3 separate regions of the Mus musculus genome follow, and regions 2 and 3 are each linked to region 1. A link is a contact called in public HiChIP or PLAC-seq data. All regions are on one chromosome and are shown on one strand. Each heading gives the region's core, a stretch centred on a gene start, on an enhancer-like site or on the middle of the called end of the contact. The rest is flanking DNA. Distances are from core to core; before and after follow the strand shown. Region 1 holds the start of Rel (reticuloendotheliosis oncogene). Region 2 has its middle 59 kb from the start of Papolg. Region 3 has its middle 91 kb from the start of Bcl11a.

Evidence for each region. HiChIP or PLAC-seq counts read pairs in DNA pulled down with a chosen protein or histone mark.
Region 2: a contact with region 1 is called in an H3K27ac HiChIP or PLAC-seq map of bone marrow-derived dendritic cells, with 4 times the contacts expected there. The contact joins the enhancer-like site here to the promoter of Rel in region 1. A contact is called at or near these places in 6 of 39 promoter capture datasets (the 3T3-L1 cell line, the C10 cell line, the HPC-7 cell line and 2 more), 4 of 484 Hi-C or Micro-C datasets (CD4 T cells, cortical neurons and embryonic stem cells), 8 of 115 datasets of contacts at active chromatin or transcription factors (the 230-238 cell line, the HPC-7 cell line, bone marrow-derived dendritic cells and 5 more) and 2 of 9 other capture datasets (adipose tissue and liver).
Region 3: a contact with region 1 is called in an H3K4me3 HiChIP or PLAC-seq map of bone marrow-derived macrophages, with 2.3 times the contacts expected there. The contact joins the enhancer-like site here to the promoter of Rel in region 1. A contact is called at or near these places in 4 of 39 promoter capture datasets (the C10 cell line, cranial neural crest, embryonic stem cells and 1 more), 1 of 115 datasets of contacts at active chromatin or transcription factors (bone marrow-derived macrophages) and 1 of 9 other capture datasets (liver).

Annotation. Positions count from the first base shown.
Region 1 is chr11:23,768,802-23,772,775 of GRCm38.p6, forward strand. It overlaps Rel (reticuloendotheliosis oncogene), which reads right to left and starts at 2,168. Exons shown (of 10, transcript NM_009044.3): 1 at 1,879-2,168. The coding sequence starts at 1,888.
Region 2 is chr11:23,952,524-23,956,327 of GRCm38.p6, forward strand. No RefSeq gene overlaps it. Among named protein-coding and RNA genes, the nearest start is that of Papolg, 59 kb to the left of the region's middle. Within about 2 kb of position 1,753, at least 20 of the 459 cell types and tissues checked have an H3K27ac peak or open chromatin away from gene starts, as enhancers often do. A contact at or near this core is called in bone marrow-derived dendritic cells, bone marrow-derived macrophages and pro-B cells, where this site is marked.
Region 3 is chr11:23,985,219-23,989,180 of GRCm38.p6, forward strand. No RefSeq gene overlaps it. Among named protein-coding and RNA genes, the nearest start is that of Bcl11a, 91 kb to the right of the region's middle. Within about 2 kb of position 2,628, at least 31 of the 459 cell types and tissues checked have an H3K27ac peak or open chromatin away from gene starts, as enhancers often do. A contact at or near this core is called in bone marrow-derived macrophages, where this site is marked.

The DNA.
Region 1 (3,974 bases), core at 918-3,417:
GGAGAGGAATGAACAAATGATCTCAATGCTTGGTAATCAATATGAATACTTTCCTAGGTTTCAGTACTATATTGCAAAAAAAAGGATCTAAATTACATAATCATAAGTTAAACAGTTTTGTTGCTTTTAAATTAGTATTTCAAAGGGAATGGGAATTTTAAATTTATTTCATAATTTTTCTCTATTTGGTCTTTATAACTGATATAAGGTACCCAGACTCCTTTAAACTATATTTTTGCCTAGAAACTTCAAATAGCAGAATTACAATTTAAATGACATGGTGTATTTTAAGTAGTCTCATTTAGTGCAACCCTTGATAAAAGATCAAAAAGCAAGAAGATAATGATACTACAACTTGCAGATTTGTTTTCTATGTTTGTTGGGATTTTTTTTTTTTCTCTGACAGTACTGAGAACTGAACCCAGGGCTTCACAGAAGCTGGGCAAGCCCAACCCAACTTCTAAATCCTTAAAACTTGCCATTTCTTTTAAAAAGTTCCCCACTTTAACTTTTGGAATCATTTCTATAACAGCACAAAATATATGTCCTTAGGCAAATTGCAATTGTATTACATTTTAAAATCATATCTGTCTTACAGTTCTTTAATAAATGACTTTTCTGTTGAAAAAAATTCAAGTATTGCATTCATACACTATATAATAAGATTCTATTAGGTAGACAAGGACAGAACTGTTTTAACAAAGCTTGCCACTCTTTACAAATGTCATACAAAAATCTCTTTCTGATTACCAATGAATTAAATACTTAAAGCCTTTTTGTGCTTCTAATCAGAACATGAGTTAAATTTACAAATTTACTAGAGCATCTGAAAGCCTGGCTTCATTTAAATGGGTAAAGAGAAAGTTGAAATATTTTAAACTACACTTGTTTTCTCATGAAAACCACAGACAAACTGAAATCAAGTGTCATGTGAAACACCCCAGTTTCCTTTACAGCAGGAGTTATGATATTGTTCTGCTCAACTCTTAAAGAGTTCACTAAGCTTTCTACTTCCTCTTCTCTGCCAGACGTCGGCTGCCTTCTACTGAGGGTCACTGGGAAGATAAGGGTCAGCGTCCTGCTACAGACAGAAGGTGTCATTTTTAGCTCCCACCACCATCTCAGCTGCTTCAAGTGCTTGCTTTACATATAGTACGACTGTCATACTAAACTCCCCTGTCCTGTAAACTGTTTCTTATAAATGTCCCCCTCAAAGCAGATGATCCAAAACTTACTAGTGGCAGATAAAACACTGACATTAAACGATGACATTTTCAACCCTACCAGTTACTTTAAAGTATAATCAAATCTCGTCCTCTTGCTGCTAACAAAACGCGCGTGCAGGTTTGGGGTTGGGGGTTGAAGGGATCGAGGTCTCTACACGGTAAATTAGACAAGCAACATCTTTAGCTCGTGGGGGCGGGGGTAGTGTTTTCGCTTGGAACGAATTAAAACGCCACTGAGGACTTTCACAGCCACGCCACATTCTGTACCAGTGTCAGCCGCTAGCACGATTGGACTTAAAAAAAGAAAGCTCGTCTGAGGTCCGGAGGTTCCTCTTTTTTGTTCAAAAATGTAAAACTGGGTCTCCATACCACTGAGTCTTTAAACGCGAGGCTTCTCTGCTCTCCTTTACTGAGATTACCCCCTGTGATCCTAAAAGCACACCGTTGGGAATTTCGAAGGTTCTGGCTATTAGGAGAAGATCAGATTACAGTGCGCCGCTTTGATTTCACACGCAAACCCCGGAGCGGGCAACTTTTCAAACGGCTGACAATTTGCCAGATGAGAAGACTTGAAAGGCAGACCGTCCTAACCCCAAACGGAGCCCCCGACAGCTCCTCCCCGTGACCCGCGAGTGCTCGCCCCGGTACTCACTCGAGGCCATGGCTCGGCTCCGCGCGCCGCTCGCTGCAGCTTCCAGCGTCCGGCCCGAGGCTGCAAGGCAGCCAGTCAGTCAGTCAGTGAGTCAGTCAGCCAGGCAGTCGGTCAGGCAGGCAGTCAGCCAGCTAGCCCGTCAGTCAGCCAACCAGTGAGGAGGCTGAGCAGCCTCCGCAGCCGGGACGCCTGTCCTCGGACCACCCCCGGGCCTCCTCTTCTTTCCCGGCTCCTCTGGGTTTGCGGCTCACACCTTCCCACCCCCGAATCTTCGCGCTCCGGTCACTAGTGTCCTGGCGTCGCCTTGCCAGGATGCCGCGGCAGGGGCAGGGGGCGGGGCGGACCGCCCGGCGGAACGTGGGGGGAGGGGGGGGGATTTCCCGCTGCTTACGTCACTCGCGCCACCGCCTACCCGGGGCGGGGGGCGGAGCCTCGCGGCGGGCGCGCGACCCCGCGCGGGCCAGTGCGCTTACTTCCTCCAGAGCCACCACAGCCTGCACGCTCGCGCCGGGAGCTCCGTGAGGGCGCGCAGCGACGACTCCGCGCGTGAGAAGCCGTCGGTCCCTGAGAAATCCCCCTCCTCCAGAGTCCTTGAGAGCGCCGCTTAAAGCCGAGGGGCGTGTTCGTGACGTCATGCTGGCCGAGCGGCCGGAGGCGGGCCGGGCGGTGCACCGGGCGCGCTCCTTGGCCGCCCGAGGCCCGCCCGGGGTTTTCGACCGGTGGTTCCCCCTCTTCCCGATTTCGCACATGCAAATCTCCGCCCCCGCGCCAGAGAGTTGTCCGGGTGCTCTGGAGGGGAAGTGCGGAAGCGCCAGCGCCCGCGTTCGGCAGTAAGGCGCAGATTTGCATACGGGGACCCCCGCAGCCTTATTTTCCCTCTATATCTACATTACGTCTTTTACCTACCAAAGTTTTTCAGCTGCACTGCGAGGCCGCTAACCCCATTCTGTATAAATGTACACGACGTCCAGAGATTGGCCGAGATACCCACGGCCTGAGGCCTGGACCGAACTTTGGTGCTTTGACAGGTCAGGCGGAATCTTGTTTGCCTTCAGTTGCTAATACGCACCTGTTCTCTTAGTCTATGATGTATTAGCATGTCATTGTATACACGAGTATTAGGGTTGATTGGGGTTTGGAGAAGCTGAGTAGCTTGTCCATACTTTAGAGTTCTAGAAAGGAATTGCACGATTTAAGCTTAAGATTATCCAGCCCCGTTTAGCGCACTGCACTCCCAGCACGCGGGAGGCTGAGGTAGGTGGACTGTCTCAACAACAGAAATAACTCAGGGTTATCTGGCTCCACCTCTTACGTTCTCCAGTCATTTACTGACTAAAACAAGTAATGGAGGGGAAATAGAGAATATCATCTTGCATGGCCAACAAGATAGCTTAGAGAATAATTGCGCTTGCTACCAAGCCTGACAAATTGAGTTTGATCCATGGAAGGACAGAATCAACTTCCAAAAGTTGTCCTCTTACCTCTACATGCGCTTCAAAGAACGCCAAAGTGTGTGTGTGTGTGTGGGGGGGGGGGGGTTGGATAATTAAAATATATACTATCCTGTCATAAAAAATTCATCCTGTTATACAACTCCCCCAAAGTGAAGGAAATAATTAAAATCTGCTAGTTCCAAATTGTCTTCTCAAAGAGTATAAATAGCAGTTGTGTTTTTAGTTAAACACAATCATAAACAAGTCACAAAGATATAAAATAAAATAAAACAATTAGCAGGGTGAACTATGTTCAGCGCTCCAGAGGTCAAGACCACAGAATCATAACTTTGAAGATAGGATGAGCCACAAAACACTGAACACACCAATACACACACACACATGAATGCAGGCATACTTCAGCTTTTAACTCAACCATATCTGAATGACATAGTTTCTACTTACTGTCTTTATTCAAAGAAAAAGTAAATAGGAGGTTGAAATTCTCATGGATATTTTTAGACCTTGTGCTAGGGGAAGGTGTCACTGTACACCTGATAAGGCTGCTTGTCATTGGGGTTTACAGAGACTAACACGTGGTAATTTTAGTACTGGGTGGCATGTCTGTAATCCCAGCATTTGGGAGGTGGAGGTAGGACCAGC
Region 2 (3,804 bases), core at 503-3,002, 180 kb after region 1:
CTGTTATGATGTTGTTAAAAAGACCTGCTTACGTTTTGCTGCCTGTAGAGTTAGGAAATAATTCTTGGTTTGAGAATTCAGGATTGCAAACTTTGAAAAAGTTAAATGAACTTATTAGACCAAAGGAGATTTGTTACAGCTCTGATTTTAGGAATTACTGCTTTAATTGTAATTTTAACTTCTTTTTGCAGTATCTACCACAGCTTTAGTTCAGCAACTACATACCTCTCATTTTGTTATAGATAAACTGGAGGCAAAGGTTAATGCTTTTTTACAAAAGGCAGTTTTAGCAATAGATTGAGACAGGATATAGCAAATATTAAGGCTAGGTTAACAGAAAATTCAGATATTAGCAGAAGCCATTTGGATACTTGGAACATTGATGAATTGGCCAGAAATTTAAAGAATAACCTAAGTGCATTGAATCCCTTGGATTAGGTTCAATATATAATCTTGTTTGCTATTATTATTGGCATTATTTTATTAGTAATCATTGTATTTCCACTCATCTTTAGAGTTCTTCTGAGATCTGTAGCTACCACGAGGCGGGACATTCTGGAACTTCGTCTAAAACATAAAAAACAGGGGAACTGCTACATCCACTCCAGTAGTGACAAGTGTGACAGGCCCCGGACACCTGGGCGCTGTCCTCAGGTGGAAAGTTCATGGAAACTTAGTCTCCTGGAATTGTGGCATCCTGTATAACGAATGCTCCAATGTCCTTGCTTTAGTTGGTAAATGGATCTGTGTGCTTTCCCTTAATATTGCTTTATTACAAGTGCTCCTAAGGATTGATTTTTTGAGATATAGCTAAGTTAGATTCTAGGCAGTCCTTGATCCAACCCTGGGCATGGATAGCTAAGTCACTGCCCTACACAGAAATTTACCATTACCTAGGAAGAAGGAAGTTTGTGACCTAAAGAGGAACCAGAGTAGTTACTTAGAACTATAGATAGCTGAGTTACACCCATACACAAGTATTTACAATGGCCTAGGGGGAAGGTGGACTATACAATAGACTAGAGTAGGAACTATGGCAAGGGCACGAAGCCCTTGCCCCTGGCTTCTAAGATTAAGTGGGCCTTAGGTGGGGCTATTTTTGATCCCAGTTGTTAACATTGAATTTTATCCCAGTTGGTTCCTGCTAGTCCTTCCGTGTTTGCATTCCTCTGATTTATGTAAGAATCCAGTAACCTCATTGTCACCTTACTTCCCTATTTTCTTCTGTATAAAAAGTTTGATGCTCTATTTGACAAATTACATCAGATCCACACTTCCTTGTGTCGAGTCTGTTTGTCACCCCAATTCCCACCGACTCTGTGCCCATCTGTCGGAACCCCTGATTCCCACGGATTGAGGGGGGCTAATTAGGCCCGGTCCGTGGCACCCGTTTTTACACTGTTGTTGAGACACTCAGAGCAGGATGGTGTGTAACAGCGGAACAAGAAGCCGCCAGTCGGCTTTTAGCAGTAGGACTCATGATGGCACAGGAGCTAACTGGGGCTGTGACAGTTGCAGGTGACTAGATGAGTGTCAATCTGCTTCTCCTATTAGGTTTGTGTGTGGCTCATCACTGAAGAGAGGAGAGTGTTTATCTCTCCCAGCAATGGCAGGGCAGATGGAGAGGGTTCTGGGGATGGAGGGAGAGTGCATTGTGGGGAGTGCACTTTCTGTGAGAATAACCAGACAGTGGGTCAACAAAGGGAGAACACGGGACTTTCTGTATGCCACAGTGGCCAAGGGTGAGTGCAGTTTGAGGCTGGCTGGAAGATTTCAGACAATATTAGAGACAACAGGCTCAGATGAGTGGCCAAGGTGGTGTCAATTTCTTGGTGGCTACCTACAGCTGGGACAACCAAGAGAATTTTCTAAATGCCAGTGGTACCTTGCTGTGGAGTAGAGTCTGCCGCCTGTCACAGTATATTACGTTTGCTTTAATCTGTTAAGGTAGAGAGGAGGACTGGGGAAGATTTTTAGCTCTGAGGGAAAAACCAAAACAAAACGGAACTTAGATTTTTCTAATATTTGACTATGGCCCCCTCTAGTGGCCATTATGTAGAATTAACCAGAATCTAAATATTTCGGAAATGAATTCAATTTTTCAGAGACAGAGTTTGCAGCTTTGAGGGACTAACCTGGATTCTGATATGCAGCCAGGTCTAGTTTGTGGTCTGAGAGGTATCTGGGTATCTCAGAACTTACTTTATGAATTACATTGGTAGATCGGTTGTTGATGGCAGAGAGATCATTGAACCAGGCACACAGAGCTGGCAGGCAAGATGGATTAAAGTCCTGCTCTATTGTGCTTAAATTCTATCACAGAGGTCGGCCCATCAATAATTAGTACACAAGAAAAAGGACGCTTTGGTTAGCAATTCCTAGGGAGAAAGCTGAGCTTGCTAGCAGGGAGCAAAGACTGAGGTGGCCAAGGAGAGCTTCTCTGAAGATGGTACAGAGGAGCAGAGGAATGTCCCGTTTAGGGACCACCGGGAGAAAGGGCTGCGTGCTGCAGGACGGCTTGCCTGCTCTGTGAGCCCACACGGTGCACCTGTCATGACTGGGAAACACTGAGCAGTTGGCATAAGCCATGAGCTGAGGTCACACGAGGGCTAGACCCCACCAGGACTGTCAGTGTGGGGTACACAAAGCCATAGGAGTTCGCTCACAACAATTTTCATCCTGTCTCAACAGATTGTATTTAAGAACTTCTCTGTTGAAATGATGGACTTTGCTTCTAAACAAGTGGAAAAAAATATTTCAAAACCCAAATTTGATGTAATCTGTTAGCTCATCAGATCAGCCAGCATTTGGTGTAGCGGGTCCATGCAGGATATTCAAGTTAGAAATAGCAGGCTCATGCTACGTTTTTATTTATGTAAGACATTGTCTTCTTGAAACAAATGTCTTATCAAGGGGCTGATATCTTTCCGAGGAGAAACTGAAAATGGTTTTCGCTCTAATGAAGATGATTCTGAAATTGAACTGGATCTTCTGCAAATACTTGATTTAGCCACACCTCCAAATACAACAGCTTCTTTTTTTCTACCCGTGCCTTACCTAGAAGAAACACTGTGAGAAGCAAGGCAGAAAATGCTAGCAGAAGTCGGCACTGTTAGGTTTGTGAGAGCAAAAAATGTAACATAACCTGATGCCTGGCCAATGGCATGCATCCAGCTGGTAGCCCTATGCTGTGCTGTGTGTTGGCTTCTGTGCCAGGGATGTAGCCCCTCCTACTTGCTGGAGATGACAGGAAGGGCATCTGTGGACTGGAGAGGTGGCCCAACAGTTCCTGCACATGCTGATCTTGCCCAGGTTAGTTCCCAACACCCACATCATAACTGCCTGTTACTGCACTTCTAAGGGGGGGGGAGACAGACAGACAGACAGACAGACAAAGAGAGACAGAGACAGAGAGACAGAGAGACAGAGAGAGATGCACATATAGACATATGCACACACAATTTTTAAGAAATCTAAGAAGAAAAGGACACTTGTACATCAATGCTTGGTGAGGAGGAAGTGAAGAAAAAGAAGGGATGTCTGTGTCTGTGAGACTGACTATGGCAACAAATGTGGGGGGCACAGAGCTCCTTTAGGGGTATCTAAGTTTGCCCCACCCCCACCCCATCTATCAAGGGAAAGAGGCCATTCTGCATAATCTTCACATTTCTCCAGGAGTCCACATTTTACGCTGAAAACTAATTCATATCCTAGAATAACAGTATAAATATGGTTTCGAGGCCAGTGGTGGTGACTTGAACCTGCACTCTCAGGGTTGCATGAAGTAGGAGAATCACTTCAAGT
Region 3 (3,962 bases), core at 1,378-3,877, 220 kb after region 1:
TCCACATGGCACAATCTCGAATGACGTAGGTGGCAAGCCTGTGTGTGTGCCTTAAGCATTACCTAGAGTTACATAGGTGGCAAGCCTTTGTGGATGCCTGTAAGGATTACCTAGAGCTGCTTGGGGTACCTAGGATAATTGAGGAGAGAGTCCCAATCTAACTGCCCGATTGAATAAAAAGAGCTGAGCAAGCATCTTTCCTATCTCTGCTCCCTGACAGCAGATGGAACTCAACCATCTGCCTTCAGCTCCCACAGTTATGCTTACTTACCACAGTGGACCCTTTCACTCATAAGTTGCTTTTGTCAGGACATCTTAACACAGAGACAAGAGAGTTAACTAAGACAGTAACTATAATCAGAGAGTCAGCTGATAAACATGGCTGACAAGGATGTGGGAGAATCAGAGCCCTCATGCTCAGCTGGTGAAACGAAAGATGGTGGAACCACCTTGGAAATCAGTTAAACACCAAGCTTCCATCTGATCCAGCTGTCTTCCTCCTAGGCATAAACTCAAGAGGAATGAAAATACATGCCCGCCCAAAAAACATATGCACAAATATTCATAGGAGCATTTGTCACAGTATCCAAAATCCCCAAAGAAACAGCCTAAAATATTCACCAGTGGACAAATGGATAAACAAAATGTAGTTTCTCTATGTAGTGAAGTATTATTCCCTTCACAGAAGGGAGTGGAGTCCTAATCATGTCACAACGTGGACGAACCTTAAACACTTGCTAGGAGAAAGAAGCTGGCCTCGGACCACACACTGTCTGATTTCTAGTGCATGTGGACAGAGGCAAAAGGTTGACTAGGCCTGGGGAGGGGTGTAGGAGGTGCTAAAGGTTTTCTTCAGAGGCAATGAAAACATTCTGCCATTCTTTGTGGTGATTGCTGGACAGCTCTGCAAATAGATTGAGAAGCCCTGAACTGTAACAGAGCAAAGTATGTGGTGTGTCTTGATGAAACATTTGCAAAAGAAGGAGTGGAAAACCTGGCCATTTATGTCTATTAAACCAAAGGTGAGGAGTGGGGAAGAGATAAGGAAAAGAAAAAGGTGGATTGAGACATTGTCTTCTCCAAACCTGGGCTCTACTTCCATCTCACCAAAGGACTCCTTGCCTCGGTGTGATGCAGGAAAGGTGCCACTTAGCTGACAAACTAGAGCTTTCTGGTTTCTGGAAAGTGATAGCGTACAAAAACCAAATTGGTACCCTGGTTTGTATTCCAGTCTCTGGTAAGGTTGCATGGTTGCATATCACTGAAAATCTGGTTTTTGAGTTGTTGAATCAAATCCATTTTCAAGTGCTTCTAAGCTGAGGGTCTGTGCTGGATGGTGATCTATGTATCAAGGCGGCTTCCAGTCATGGGGTCTCTTGAAGACTCAGCCACCGACCTTTTTGGACAGCACTCTGAGCTTTCACTCACACATCTTTGTAACTAAACCAGTGTGGCATCTGGAACGTGTGCAGATATTGATTTTCAGTGACTTGGGCCAGAATCTGCCACCTCCGTGGGCAAGCACCTCTTTTGCCAACAATGTCCTAATTGCTATCGATGGAGCTGACATTCTCGCCGTGGGCCAGCGATTATTTATTTGGCTGCTCTGACTTAGAAGAGCAAAAAATGCACTCAGATACAGAAGTGTTTGACCCCACTGGGGAGACTCACTGGCTTAAAACTTGTTACTAGGGAAATTGTGTGTGAGTCCCTTCTGATCTTTGACCTGCTTTCCCAGCTGCCACAGAAAGGCACGTTCTCCATGACCTATGGTGGAGGGGAGGGGATTGGGCCAGGAAGTGGATGGCAAATGACAAGTGTGAGCAGGCAAAACAAAAGGCACACATGGAAGTCTTGCTGTCTCCTTGGAAGTTGTCATTTATATAACATATATAAGTTCCAGAAGGACAGTACAAGAGAACAAGACAAACTAAGTGCAGCTCTTGGGAGGCCATAGACTGAAACATGGGTAAAGTGAATGTAATTACCAACTTGCTGATGAAGATGGCAGGCTGTCAGCTTAGTTGGGCACATCCATTGGTGCCAATTGCTTAGGTTCTGGTGCCTCCAGAGGTTGAGAAGGCATGGGCCTGGGGAGGGTGGGGATCGTAGATAATAACAGGGATAAACCCTGGGGGCAAGAGATACACAGAAAGGTGTACATAATGATTTGCATATGCATATCGACTGTATCTTCTTGCTTCTTCAACACCCATCCCAAGATATTCTTTAAGGGTCATATGTTTCAACACTCCATGTGCCCACCCACCCAAAGTATGACCCACAGTACATAAAGACACCATAGAGGACAGAAGACAGAGCTTGGCCTTGAAGGAAAAATGCACTTGGGTCGTGACCTTATTAGGCCTGTCAGAAGGTGAGAACAAAGAGTCAGAAGGAAGAGAAATTGGCCAGAAACTTGGGGATAGAAGCTGGGAAGAGGAGTCCCAGACCCAGGAGACTGGCCAGAGGCTCAGGGACAAGGGGCCTAACAGTTGGCAGGACACATTGCCGACTGCTGCCTGCTGGAGGGGTCTGGACAGAATTGTATTTCCATCTCACCAGATTCTATTGTGGCTTTGAAACCCTGTGAGGTACAGCAGAGGTGGAGACAGGATGAAGCAAGGGGAAAGCTTACAGTAACAAACACAACTGGGTTGCAAGAAGAAAGCAAGCAGATAAGAATAGAGTCTGATACTAAGGAAAACAAGGTATTTAAAAAAAAAAAAAAGGAAGAGAAACTGAAGACAAAAGAGGAACTTAAAAAGGATACATTTTGACCCAGTGTTGAGACTGGAAACTGGTACAAGAAGACAATAAGGGTAAGGGGCAGATGCAGGGTTGAAGGGGCCTGAAGTTTCAAACACCTTGGGGAGGAAGACCATGCAATTATGGAAACGAAATTAGAAAGGCTTGGGGGGGGGGGCTCTGCTGTTGACCTCCAGCCTCTGCAGGGAAGCCCCCCACCATGCTCATGGCTCTGCGGGTCCTCAGCCTCCGAGTTCATACTCCACACTCCTTGCTGCCTCTAGCACAGTCTGTAGGAGGGCCCTTTGCTTGCCAAACTGAGGTGAACTTCCTGCTAGGCAGTCACCTTCCCTGTGACACTTTGCAGCTTTACGGGCTACTCCCTTTGGATTCCAAGACTTGTGTGGTGGCTTCATCTCCATGTGTTCACCATCCTTCCTCTTCTCACATCCTGAGAACAGTTACCGGCCCAGGATTGTTCTCACCTGGAGATTTTAACCCTTTCATCACAGGACACTCCCCCTGTTGTTCTGAATATCTATCATTCCTTGCCATCTGCGTTCTCTGGCCAGGCCACTGAGAGCTTGGGTCCTGGAGCAGAGGACTTGGTCTCAATCTAGGTGGGAGACCTTGGGTAGCAGCGCTACATTTTTTTTTTTTTTTTTGGCATGTTCTCAGGTGAATGGAGGTGGATGAGAGTGTCACAGATGAATGCAATGTAATAGACAAAAGATTCGTTTGGCACGGGGCACTGGGTGCTAGCTGAGGGCTGTGAAAATGGAGACTGCTTAGGCCTTTGAGTCCGCTGTACTTAGTGAGGCACCTGGGGTTTGTAAGATTACTGACCTTCGCCAAAGCAGTGACTTTGGATTAACATGGAGACAGCTGGTTTAAATAGCTAAGAAGTAAGAATTATGAAATATTTTCCTCCCATTAAAATAGCATTTTTTTTTATTTTTAAGAAGACTTGCTAAAATACAAAAATACCACAAGAAAGAAAATCTATTAATTTCTATGGTAATCATATAATTTATAATAAAACTCTTATTTTTGAGATAAGGTCTTGCTATGCAGCCTAGACTGGTCTTTAAGGCAGGACTCTCCTGCCTCAGCTCCCTGGGTGCTAAGGAGTACAGACACATGTGACCACACCTGCTCAACGGTGCTTTTGAATGTCAGGGAGTGCATGCCTGCTCAAGGATGCTTTTGAGAGT